Regions from separate parts of the Sus scrofa genome. Here region 2 is linked to region 1. A link is a contact called in public Hi-C data. All regions are on one chromosome and are shown on one strand. The core of a region is the stretch at or near the end of the contact, and the rest is flanking DNA. Distances in the headings are between cores, read along the strand shown.

What was found. A called contact is a pair of places that touch in the nucleus more often than the background predicts.
Region 2: a Hi-C map of liver shows a contact between it and region 1, with 5 times the contacts expected there. The contact joins the promoter of SDHB here to the promoter of DNAJC16 in region 1. A contact is called at or near these places in 1 of 5 promoter capture datasets (liver) and 3 of 47 Hi-C or Micro-C datasets (heart right ventricle and liver).

Annotation. Positions count from the first base shown.
Region 1 is chr6:74,727,274-74,733,432 of Sscrofa11.1, forward strand. DNAJC16 (dnaJ homolog subfamily C member 16) reads left to right here and starts at 4,857. Exons shown (of 15, transcript XM_021095383.1): 1 at 4,857-5,166. CASP9 (caspase-9) reads right to left here and starts at 2,760. Exons shown (of 8, transcript XM_013998997.2): 1 at 2,534-2,760; 2 at 252-606. The coding sequence starts at 2,665.
Region 2 is chr6:75,676,189-75,682,813 of Sscrofa11.1, forward strand. It overlaps SDHB (succinate dehydrogenase complex iron sulfur subunit B), which reads right to left and starts at 1,923. Exons shown (of 8, transcript NM_001104953.1): 1 at 1,852-1,923. The coding sequence starts at 1,923.

The DNA.
Region 1 (6,159 bases), core at 3,607-6,106:
TACCCATGTGGACCCACAGGCAATAGCTTGATCTGGAAACACTGATCAAAGCCTGGGACATCCAAAACAGACTTCCACACAAGCTTTGCAGAGGAGTGGCTCTCCTGAAGACGTGCCAGAATATTCCACCTATCCCCTAGGGACACTCGGCAAGACAGCACCAACATTAAATTCTGAACCTTAGTCCCCACACTGGTCACTCCTCAATGATCACTCATCATGTCCACCTGCCAAGCAATCTTGGTACTCACAGACATCACTGAATCCTCCAGAACCAATGTCCACTGGCCTGGGTGCCTCTGGTCTGGCTGGCCAAAGGTTCTTAGACCCCAGCACCACTGGAGCAAGTTTTCCTGGGGGAGGCTTCGATGGCTCCTCTGGCTTGAGTTCCACTGGTTTGATCACCACAGGATGGAGGTCCAGGGGTCTGATGGCCCCCAGATCCCGCTTTGTTGCTTGTCTACTGGTTCTCAGTAATGAAGCCAGAGTTTCCTGGCCTGTGTCCTCTAAGCAGGAGATGAACACAGGAAGGGCCTGACTCCCTCGAGTCTCTAGATCTGTGATCAGCTGCCTGGCCTGATCTCTGCGAGACCCGGAGCCTGCCCGCTGTTTGGAAAGAAAGACACGGTGCCATAAGCCACATGCTTTCCTGTGAATCTCAGCCTGTCCTCCCATTTCCCATCTCCGTAAGTCAAACAATCAGGCTTGTGGGCAAAAATTGAGCCTGCGGTTACACCGAAAGTATGCCACCTGCCAGTCTTTGCCAATCTATTCAGTATTTTGGAGGTGTCTACTGTGTGTGCAGCACCATGCCCAGTGCTGAAAATGCAGTAGCCAACACCTTCGGTCCTCACCAAGCAAATATCCAGTTGGAAATGCAAACAAATTTACAGACAACAGAGCAAAGAAAGAAGCATCAAAAGGGACAGCATGTGGGGCTGGAAGGGTACAGAGGCATCGGCTCAGCCTTGGGGGGACAGGGAGGCCTCCAGGAGGGGACACCTTAGCTGAGACCCCAGGGAACACTAGGAAGTGAATGGTGAGTTCAGAGAAATGAGATGTAAGCAGCAGTGAGGAACAAAATGAAAGAAGAAGACCTTTGCACAGCCATGCCAAGAGAACTGTGAGAGCTACTGAAGGGTTTTAAGAAGGGAGTGACAGAGTCAGATCTGCCTTTTTTTTTTTTTTTTTTTTTTTTTTTTGTCTTTTCTAGGGCCGCTTCTGTGGCATATGGAGGTTCCCAGGCTAGGGGTCCAATTGGAGCTGCAGCCACCGGCCTGCCCCACAGCCACAGCAACGAGGGATCTGAGCCTCAACTGCGACCTACACCACAGCTCACGGCAACACCGGATCCTTAACCCACTGAGCAAGGCCAGGGATCGAACTTGCAACCTCATGGTTCCTAGTCGGATTCGTTAACCACTGCACCATGACAGAAACTCCAGATCTGTCTTTTAGAGAAAATCATCCTGGGGGCAGCGTGGACAGTGGCAGGGAGTGGGCCACAGCAAAGGCAGGTGGTGGCAGAGACATTGCAGCTGGAATAGAGAGAAGTAAGAGGAGAGATGAGAGAAATAAGGAGAGAAGGAGTTCCCGTCGTGGCTCAGCGGAAACAAATCCAACTAGGAAGCATGAGGTTGTGGGTTTGATCCCTGGTGTCACTCAGTGGGTTAAGGATCCAGCATTGCCGTAAGTGGTGGTGTAGGTCGCAGACGCAGCTCAGATTTGGCATTGCTGTGGCTGTGGCATAGGCCAGCAGCTGTAGCTCCGATCAGACCCCTAGCCTGGGAACCTCCATATCCCATGGGTGCAGCCCTAAAAGGACAAAAGACCAAAAAAAAAAAAAAAAAAAGTGTTTTTAAAGAGAACTTCAAATGTTTGATTTTATTGTTCTCTTCAATACCCTCATCTCCAAAAACCGTTACAAAACATAAACTTAACACATGAGGGTCTGGCCAAGGAGGACAGGACACAGCCAGCTACCATAGGATGTGTCTTCACTCTGTGCCTGACATTTCACTGTTTCACCCCCATTATCTCCTTTAGCCTGAACGGCAATATTACTGTCGTTCCCATTTCACAGCCCAGGAAACTGAGGCTCAAGGAGAAGACAGCGACAGGCAGTCTGACCTCCCAAGTGGATGTCCAGAACTTCCATCCTAGTGGCATGCCTCCTGGCAAGCAGCACAATGCTGCAGCAGCTAACAGTGTACTCTGATGGTGCAGGCGTGGAACCGCTTCAGCAAAACCCTCGAAAAGGTCTTTGGGGTTGTTTGGTCCCTATGTGCAATGAGTGGGCTCGACACCCTGGAGGAAAATGGGGTTCCCTCACAATGGTTCCCCAAAGGGAGCAAATACAGGGTGGCACAAACAGCGGGGTGCGGGTGGGGGAAGGGCGAGAGATCGGCCATTAAGTCACAATGTGGCTTCAGCAACCCTCTCCGCGCAGCCTCGCTGTCCCTATCTGTGACCTGAAGTCAGTGCGGCGCCGAAGCTTGGGACACTGGATGGGAGTAGGGTTGGGGGGGCGCACCTGGATGTCCTCGATCATGTCAGGGGTGAAAAGCTCACGGTTCAGCAGAGCATCCCAGAGCGAGGCCACCTGCAGCTCGCGGACCAGCCTCACCCGACAATGCCGCAGGACCTGCCGGTCAGCCTCGTCCATGGTGGGCAGACCTTGGTGGTGGGTACCCAGGCCGTCTCCGTCCGCTTCCGGGCTTCGGCCGCCGCGCCCCGCCCTCTCCCCAGGACCCGCCTTTGGGGCGGCCACCAGATTGCGCCCCGCCCCCCAAACGCCGCACGCCCGGGAATCTCGCCCCCAGGCACCGCCGCGGAAGCCACTAACCCCGAAACCACCTCTAGGTCACCGCTCCGCCCCCAGTCCTCATCCCCGCGTCAAGGTCCACTTCAGACCAGAATTCACTACCACTTCGCTTTCACAGAGACTCGGAGGGGGTCACAGGATTGGCCTGGAGTCATGGTCTGTCCCGCCCCGTTCAACACTCTCCCAGGCACAGCTCCCCTCTAGCCCCCTCCCCTGCCCCAAAGAAACCGTAAGTCCCCGCCCCCGTGCCTCTTCCGACCTTGACTCATCCAACCAAGTCCACCTTACAAGGTCTTCCATTTCCCTCTTCCTTCTCTCCCACGCGAGCACCTCCCACAAAGAGAAAAACTGGTAGGAATCTAGTCCTCTGAACATCTAGTTCATTTCCTCATTTCAAAAACTGCTCTGGAGTTCTTGTAGCTCAGCGGGTTAAGAAACTAACTAGTATCCATGAGGATGCAGGTTCCATCTCTGGCCTCGCTCAGCGAGTTAAGAATCTGACGTGGCTGTGGCTGTGGTGTAGGCCTACAGCTGCAGCTCTGAATCAACCCCTAGCCCAGGAACTTCCATATGCTGTGGGTGCAGATCTAAAAAAAAAAAAAAATTTGCTCCTATGTCAACTATATTTAATTTCACAAAAAGAAAAACTTCTCACAGAAAAAACAAAAATACCTCCCAAATTGCTCCTGTTTATTAAGCATTTGCTAAGCCTCAGCCATTGTGCTAGCCATTTTACATAGTAGTATCTCATTTCTCCCTGACTCCAATCTACCAAGGAGATAGTCCTTTCCCCTCATTTTCTAGATCTGGACGTTGGGGCTCAAAGAGGTGAAGATCACAGAAGTAGTAAGTGACAGAGGCGGGAGGATTTAAACCCGAACCCGACCAAAAGTCCTCAGCAACTGGGAATCCTCTTGAGGATGTATTCTCTGGAGCAGCTAAACCTCATCCCCACTCAATGATTTATTCCACAAATATTCATTGAGATCCTTTCTGTGCCCAGGTCTGTGCAGGCACCAAAAATACAGAGGGTGAACAAAACAGACAAAAAGCCCTGCTTTTAGATGCTTACATCCCCTTAGGAGGAGACAGGCGATAAACAATATAAATAAAAGATATAGTAATGTTGGATAGTGATAAATGCAAAGGAGGCAAAGAGTCAATAAAAGCAGAGCGGGGAATATGAAACCTCTTTCCTTATGTCCCCCAGGAACCTACGTCACTGATTCAATGAAAGTTTACCTCATCTGTAAGCGAGCAATGGTTAGTGAGAGACCTTTAGTGGTCCTGTTCAGCCATTGGTCAGCATTGTAGTGAGTCCTCTCCCCCAAGCAAGTGCCAGTGTGATGGTTGGCCCCGCCCCCTGCCCTTTCTCAGCGTAGAAGGAGCCTTAGTTCGGACTGAAGCAAGACGGTTTTTTTTTGAGACACTTGTCCGCCACCTTCAGCGTCTGCTAGCTTTCTGGCTGAAAACTAGTGTCCATGAGGATGCAGGTTCCATCTCTGGCCTCGCTCATTATTCCTTGCCCCAACAACTTGTCTCCGAATTTATTGCCCCGATTTGCTTGGAGCAGAGCAAACTTGAGTTCGGTAGCACATTCATTTGTGCCTCTCCCCCACCGCCCCCACCGGCATCATCACACACATCCGTTTTCCGTGCTTAGGACAGGATCTGGCACCTTCTAGATTGGAGCTCCCTTTTTGGTAAATGGGATTAGGAGTCCTGGATACTAAACCTTGGGCAAGTCCTTGCCGGTCTCTGGGCCTCAGTCCACCACCACCAACACCATCAGCATACGGAAGAGCTGGACTAGAAAGGATCCCTAAGGTCCCTTCCAACTCTGACATTGTAGGATTCTATGAATAGGGTTAAAGAGATCTGGGACCAGCGATTGCTTCCCCACCCTAGCAACTGTTGCTAGACGAGGGCCATCTCCTGGTACAAGTGGAAACTCCTCCCTGCATCGGGGAGGTCTTTTAGCATCCCATCAGGCATCGCGACTTCGCCTCTCTAGGAAGCACGTTTTGGACTCTTTGGTCCGCGACCATCCCTTTGGATCCAGTCGAAGAGCGCGCCTCGTTCCTATGGCAACCGCGCCGGGTCCATGCGCAGACGGCGGGTGACAAGGGTCAAAACAGACTCGCAAAATAGACGCCTTGGACCGGTTCAGTCCGCGCCCTCGGTGCGCCGGGCCTTTAAGCGTCACGTGACTACCCTCCAACTCGTCGCCCCTCTTTCCCTCCCCAGGTCCCGGCAAGCGCTGGTTTGGACCGGAGGTTCCCGGCCCGGCGGACTAACTGGAGCGTGGACGCTGCAGCCGGTTAGGCTGGTGCCCTTTTCCGGTAACTCCTTCTCCGCGTGAAGTGCTGAGCCGCGGACGCGGCGGGGCCGGGCAGACTCAGGGATTTCCTATTAGTTCCTCTTCGTTCCCGGTCCCCGCTGGGCCTAGCGGGGGAACCGGAGCCAGTAGGGCCCGGCCCTGGGCTCTCGGAGGCAGCGGGGGAGGCGGCCGTCTCCTATAGGTTTGCGACCTTTGGTGGGAGCTCGAGGCTGGGCTCAGACCTAAGCATGCCTCTGGGATCAGCTGCTTGATCCAGGTGATACTGCCCGAGGGCGGTAGCCTACCTGTTGGGCAGGTTGTTTCCTGCCCAGAGGCCGGCATGGTCGAGCTGTCAGCAAAGGAACACAGCCCACTGGCACTTGAGCCTTCTAACTGGAGGCAACTGACACAGTTGAATAAGGCACTGGTTGCACTGCATAGTAGAAGTTAATGGTAATAAGTATCAGTTACAGGCTGCTGACCCTGTGCTCAGTAAATACATTACGTACATTTAACTCCCATTTAGATCTTTCAGGGTGGTATTGTTCAACCTCATTTTATGGAGGAGTTAACAAGTTTTAAATAGCTTGTCCAAGGTCGTAAAGTGATGGAGGACAGATCCCAATGTTAGTTAGTCTGATTCCAGAGTCAATGTGCTACATAACTTTCTCCATTTTTAGCGTGCCATATATGTTTTGTAGGATAGAATAGGTTATAGGTTGCCTTTACAAAGAAAATAATGGTATGTTTTAGATTTTCATTCAGCATGTTTGCAGTCCTAAACATTGACCATCAGATTAGTCAATTTTGTGAGGACTCCAGGCAGCATTTAGAATTCCTACTTGTCTAACTCCACTCTTAGAGTTTACCTCTTAGAGTTTACACTCTTAGAGTTTACCTCTCTTTCGATAGTGTCACATTAGATACATGATCCATAAAACTCTAGTGATTTCTGAGAAATCAGGATATCACATGGCGTTCCCATTATGGCTCAGTGGTAACAAACCAGACTAGT
Region 2 (6,625 bases), core at 673-3,172, 950 kb after region 1:
TGCGTTTGCGATCTACATCACAGCTCACAGCAATGCCAGATCCTTAACCCACTGAGCGAGGCCAGAGATTGAACCTGCAACCTCATGGTTCCTAGTCGGGATTTGTTCCCACTGCGCCACGACGGGAACTCCTGTTCTTGCATTATTCTAATTGGCAGATGGGTATAGCAAGCCCCGTCAGCTCTAGAGGCAATGAGACACACAACTGAAAGTCTGTGGTATTTGCCCTTGGGGAGTACACAGTCTAGAGGAAGAAATGAGGCAACATAAACAACAGTTAATACACTACAGTTCAATACTCACAGGCAGAACTGTGGTTCAGTGGTACAAACAAAAGCATGAGGAATTCAGAAGAGATCTCCCACTGTGTCCTAGACTCTTAGGAACCAGAGTATACCCGAAAGTAGTACACCAAGCTCATTACGGATTCTATTCAGGTGGATTATGATGATGTCACTATTTATGGATGTGAATATATTTTCCTACACGGGGGTGTGAGTGTAATTTATTTTCTTTGCCCTCAGGAGGCCCTACAGTGGCTTCACCTGGAATTACAACACTGACCTATGAAACCAACTTTCTCTGTAATTCATTCTTGGAGGAGGGACCTGAGCTTCAGAATGCACTCTCATTGGTGGGACTCTCACAACCTAACTGCTTGCTCAGCAAGTATAAAAGAGCTGTAAACAAGGTCATTATCAATCACCAATTTAACGCTCAGCTTAAGATGCTGGTAGGCAGTTTTCATCCCCAGCCCTACTTCTCAGAAGGCTGCGAGATGACCTGTCTGAGTTCACATAGAGCATATTGCAAAGAGCTGGTGTTAGAAGACTGGCCATATGCCAGCGAATATGTTCTCATGGAGGTGCAGGAAGAGGAGGGGAATTCATAATTCTTGTACCTCTATTGTGGGCAGATCTATGCTAGGAGTTTTTCACATACAAAGATCAAAACACTGGGGTCTGGTCCTGGATCAACCCATTCTTGGCTGTGATATTTTGAACAAGTAAAAAAACAAACACAAAAAAACCCAAAACACCACTTTCTGAGGCCTCAGTTTTCCAAACTCTAAAATGGAGGTAAGAATTCCTGCTTGTCCATCTTACAGGGTTTTTTCAGGAGCCCAAAGGACGAAAAAGATTTGAAAGGGATTTACATACACAAATTGCGATGGCAATTTCCCTTCCTCCCATTTTGAATGCAGATCACAAGTGTGTAGCTTCCTGACAACTCAAGGGATGCACCCTGAAGAACGTAAATAAGAGCAGTGCCAAGCTCGATAAGGTCGGTACGCCCTTTACAGGTAGAGATTCAGAGCGGATGACTCTGCTTTACGAAGACTCATATCCTCAGGGCATCAAGCGGATTACCTTCCATTTTTCTGTTCCCTTGGCCCCAACAATTCACCCGCCCTTTCCCTCTTTACTGAGCACCCTGGAGGAGTGACCTCGCCTCCCAGTTTTATCCTTAGCGCTCCGGCAGGTCTGTCTTTCCCAAAGGAGTCAGAAAAAGGGCTCGGAGGCCAAATGGTCGGATTCGAATTATGCTTCCCAACAGACACTCGCTCGCCATGTGACCTTGGGCAATTCCAGTTCCCTCTCCGAACTTCTCTTTCTTGTGTCTAAAAAACCCTCTCCGCCCTGACCAATTCACGGGCTGCAGAAAGGTGCAGAAAGATAACCGGCAGGAACGCTCCCGACCAGAGTTAGAGCACTGCGCGGGTGGGAGCGGGTTGTCCTCCTCGAGGCCTGGCCCTGTGCTCCCTCAGCCCTTCCGCTGCCCTCCCCACTGCAAGCCGTCTCCGTGACCTTCATGCCTGGCTCGCCCCCTCCGCCCGGGGCGGGTGCTCACCTGCAGGCAGGCTCCGCCAAGGGTTGTGGCCGGGAACCAGCGTTTCAAGGAGACCGCGACCACCGCCGCCATTTTGGTTTCTGACGTCGAGCCCCACCCCTTCACCCCGAGGGCACTCTCCGCCGCTGTCCCACCGAGCACCGCGGCGCCGAGCCAGCGTCCACCGAGGACCCGCTAGCTGCTCAGAACCACCGAGTGGGAGGTGGCTTCCGGTTTCCCGAGTGGGTGGAGGGAAGGCGGAGAAAGCCTGCAAGAACGGGCGTAGTTGCCGTGGGCCGGACGCATGCCCACTTAGTCTCCCGCGTTCGAAGGTGACCTTCCCAGAGGAAGGGGCGGAGCCAGGGAGGGAGGGCCGTGGTAAGGGGTGGGGCTACAGCCTAAGTGGGCGGAGCCATTCGATCTTCGTCCTCTCCCGATTTTTAACCCCTTTCTTCCTGAAAATTTATCTATCATGTCACTCAACTGCGGTTTGCCCGAGACTGACCGGGTTTCAGCACTGCTGCCTCCCAAGAAACCCCTCAGTCCGGGGCAAATCAGGAATGTTGGAGTCCGAGGGGACTTCAACGATCAAGGGCAAAGGTGTCATTCATTCAAAAATACGTATGGAGCACCACTATGTGCCAGGTGCTGGGTACTACAGTGCGTGAGCAAGCCGGGCACCGGTGCCGCCCTCACCAAACTTACCAGACAATTGTAATACGGTAAGTTCTGTTCTGTAAAAGAGGAGCGAGAAGGGAACCCAGGATGGCTCAATCAGTCAGTTAGCGTTAGAAACCATTTCTTGAACACCTACTATGTGCCAAGCATTATGATTCATCTTAATACTCAAAGCAGTCTTTTTATGAAAGAGGTGTGCGTATTTTAACTTTTCTTCTTTCTTTTTTTTCTTTTTTGACTTTGCCTGTTTTAGGGCCGCACCCGCGGCATGTGGAGGTTCCCAAGCTAGGGGTCTGAGCCGCATCTGCAACCTACACCACAGCTCACGGCAACGCGGGATCTTCAACCTACTGAGCAAGGCCAGGGATCGAACCCACAACCTCATGGTTCCTTATTGGATTTGTTAACTACTGAGCCATGACAGAAGCTCCTTAACTTTCTATTTCAGTCATATCAGCTGCTTTATCCAGACCTCTGCATGGGTTATCTCAGAGCCCACCTCACTCTGGGAACTCAATTACCTGGGCAGGTGTGGCTTTTGTCCTTCCTGTCTCAGTCTCTTCAGTCAGCTCTGGCAGTTTATGTAGTTAGCTAACTTTGCAGTTCCCTGTATCTCCCAGGATGATGTTTTCCCTTCTTGGCCCACTTGCTTTTGTTTTGTTTTTGTTTTTGTTTTTTAGGCCTCCCCATAGCATCCCTGGCCAAGGATCAGATTTGAGCCACAGACGTGACCTACGCTGCAGCAGTGCTGGATCCTTAACCCACTGTGCCGGGCTGGGGATTGAACCTGTGTCCCAGGACTCCAGAGATGCTGCCAATCCCCATGAGCCACGGAGGGAATTCCTGCCCACTTGTTTTCGACATATAAAAGTCACCTTTTAAAAGAATTGAGGTTAGGAGTTCCCGTCGTGGTGCAGTGGTTAACGAATCCGACTAGGAGCCATGAGGTTGCAGGTTCCATCCCTGGCCTTGCTCGGTGGGCCTGGGATCTGGTGTTGCCGTGAGCTGTGGTGTAGGTCACAGACGTGGCTGGGATCCTGTGTTGCTGTGGCTCTGGCGTAGGCTGGCTACAGCTCCAATTAGACCCCTAGCCTGGGTACTTCCCTATGCTGCGGGAGCAGCCCTAGAAAAGGCAGAAAGATCAAAAAATAAATAAATAAAAGAATTGAGGTTGTAGTTGATGTACAATATTATGTTTCAGGTGTTAAAGATTATGTTCCATTTATAGTTATTATAAAATATTGGGTATATTTCCTGTGTTGTACTCTATATCTTTGCAGTTTATTTATTTTACGGAGTAGTTTGTACTTCTTAATCCCCTACCCTTGCTTTTTTTTTTTTTTTTTGCCTTTTTTGGGTTGCACTTGCGGCATATGAAGGTTCCCAGGCTAGGGGTCAAATCGGAGCTACAGCTGCCGGCCTACACCACAGCCACAGCAATGCCAGATCTGAGCCACGTCTGTGACCTACACCACAGCTCACAGTAATGCCAGATCCTTAATCCACTGAGCAAGGCCAGGATTGAATCCACGACCTCATGGTTCCAGTCAGATTCATTTCCACTCTGCCATGACAGAACTCCTCCCCTACCCTGTGAAAAGCACCTTTGTATAGTCTTTGGCTTCCACACCCATATAATTTTTTTTTTTTTTTTTTTTGTCTTTTTGCTATTTCTTGGGCCGCTCCTGCAGCATATGGAGGTTCCCAGGCTAGGGGTCTAATTGGAGCTGTGGCCGCCAGCCTACGCCAGAGCCATAGCAACGCTGGATCCGAGCCGCGTCTGCAACCTACACCACAGCTCACGGCAACGCTGGATCGTTTACCCACTGAGCAAGGGCAGGGACCGAACCCGCAACCTCATGGTTCCTAGTCGGATTTGTTAACCACTGCGCCACGACGGGAACTCCAACACACCCATATAATTTAGATGCTCCTGGAGAAATTAAGATGGCCAGCTGAATTGGTGGATGGGGCTAAGTTTCTGGAGTCCTGGACCAGAGCTGCCATGTGGCCTCAGAGGAGGTATATAGTGAGGCCACAGGAAACAACCAGGACCTCTGGGCCTAACCTTGAATCTTCCCCTTGAGGCTGTGTGACCTTGGACTAGTCCCTCCCCATCTCTGGTCTTTAGTTCCCTTGTCTGTAAAATCAGGGTATTAAAATCAGCTGATTTAAGATTCTGTGAGGAGTTTCCAGGTGGCCTAGTGGGTGGAGGATCTGGCATTGTCACTGCTGTGGCCCAGGTTTAATCCTTGGCCCAGGAACTTCAAATGCAGTGGGTGTGGCCAAAAAGAAAAAAAAAAAAAAGATTTTGTGGAGTTCCTGTGGTGGCTCATCAGGTTAAGAACGAATGTTGTCTCTGTGAGGATGGGAGTTTGATCCCCAGTCTTGCTCAGTAGGTTAAGGATCCATTATTGAGGCGTATGTTGCAGATGCAGCTTGACTCTCATTTTGCTGTGGCTGTGGTGTAGGCCAGCAGCTGCAGCTCCAATTCAACCCCTAACCTGGGACCTTCCATATGCTGCAGGTGTGGCTGTAAAAAGAACAACAACAAAAAAGATTTTGTGATTCATCTGGCTGCCTTGGGGGTAACTGGTGACAGGGCTCAGGTCACTTGTATTGCCGAAATGTCGCCTGCTGCTGCACACTGAAGCCAATTAGAAACGGAGAGACAGAGTTGGAGGAAACAGAAAAATTAGCTTTAATTGCCAGGCAAAGAGGGGAACACAGCAGGCTAGCCCCTCAAGGACTGTGGCCCCCACTTAGAGGGGATAGTGAGAAGTCTTCCAGTGTTTGAGGAGCAGGGCATGTCCAGCTCTTGGACATTTTCCTGATTGGTGAGTGGTGAGGTGATGGGCAGTCAGCGTCATCAACCTTCTTTTTTTTTTGCCATTTCTTGGGCCGCTCCCGCAGCATATGGAGGTTCCCAGGCTAGGGGTCTAATCGGAGCTGTAGCTGCCAGCCTGCACCAGAGCCACAGCAACACGGGATCCGAGCCTCGTCTGCGACCTACACCACAGCTCACGGCAACGCTGGATCATTAACCCACTGAGCAAGGGTAGGGATTGAACCCACAACCTCATGGTTCCTAGTCAGATTCGTTAACCACTGCGCTACGACGGGAACTCCCCATCAACCTTCTTGTTCTGGTCTGGGGTCCTCGTGCTTGTGGGCAGCATACAGTAGACTTCTTTCACCTGGTGGGGACTTTAGCACCCCCAAAACAGCTCCAGGGGCGGGCTCAGAATATCATCTACAGTCTTTGAAGAACTGAAGGTCCTTGACTTTGTTGAATGGCTGAATTATTATTATTTTGTCTTTTTGCCTTTTTCTAAGGCCGCCCCGAGGCATATGGAGGTTCCCAGGCTAGGGGTCTAATTGGAGCTGTAGCCACTGGCCTATGCCAGAGTCACAGCAATGCAGGATCCAAGCCGCGTCTGCGACCTACCCCAAAGCTCTTGGCAATGCCGGATCCTTAACCGACTGAGCGAGGCCAGGGATCGAACCTGAAACCTCGTGGTTCCTAGTCGGATTTGCTAACGACTGAGCCACGACGGGAACTCCAAATGGCTGAATTATCATTACTGTTTTTCCTCTGTGTTTTCTTTCACTTCTCTGATTAAATTGGTTCTTTGACTAAAGTTTTTCTATAGCTAAAAGGCAGGAAATGAATCCGACTAGGAACCCATCGTGGCACAGCGGAAATGAATCCAACTGGGAACCATGAGGTTGCGGGTTTGATCCCTGACCCCACTCAGTGGGTCAAGGATCTGGTGTTGCTGTGGCTGTGGTGTAGGCTGGCAGCAACAGCTCCGATTGGACCCCTAGCCTGGAACCTCCAGGTGCTGTGGGTGTGGCCCTAAAAAGACAAAAGACCGGAGTTCCCGTCGTGGCGCAGTGGTTAACGAATCTGACTAGGAACCATGAGGTTGCGGGTTCGGTCCCTGCCCTTGCTCAGTGGGTTAATGATCCGGCGTTGCCGTGAGCTGTGGTGTAGGTTGCAGACGCGGCTCGGATCCCGCGTTGCTGTGGCTCTGGCGTAGGCCGGTGGCTACAGCTCTGATTCAACCCCTAGCCTGGGAACCTCCATATGCCGCAGGAGCGGCCCAAGAAATAG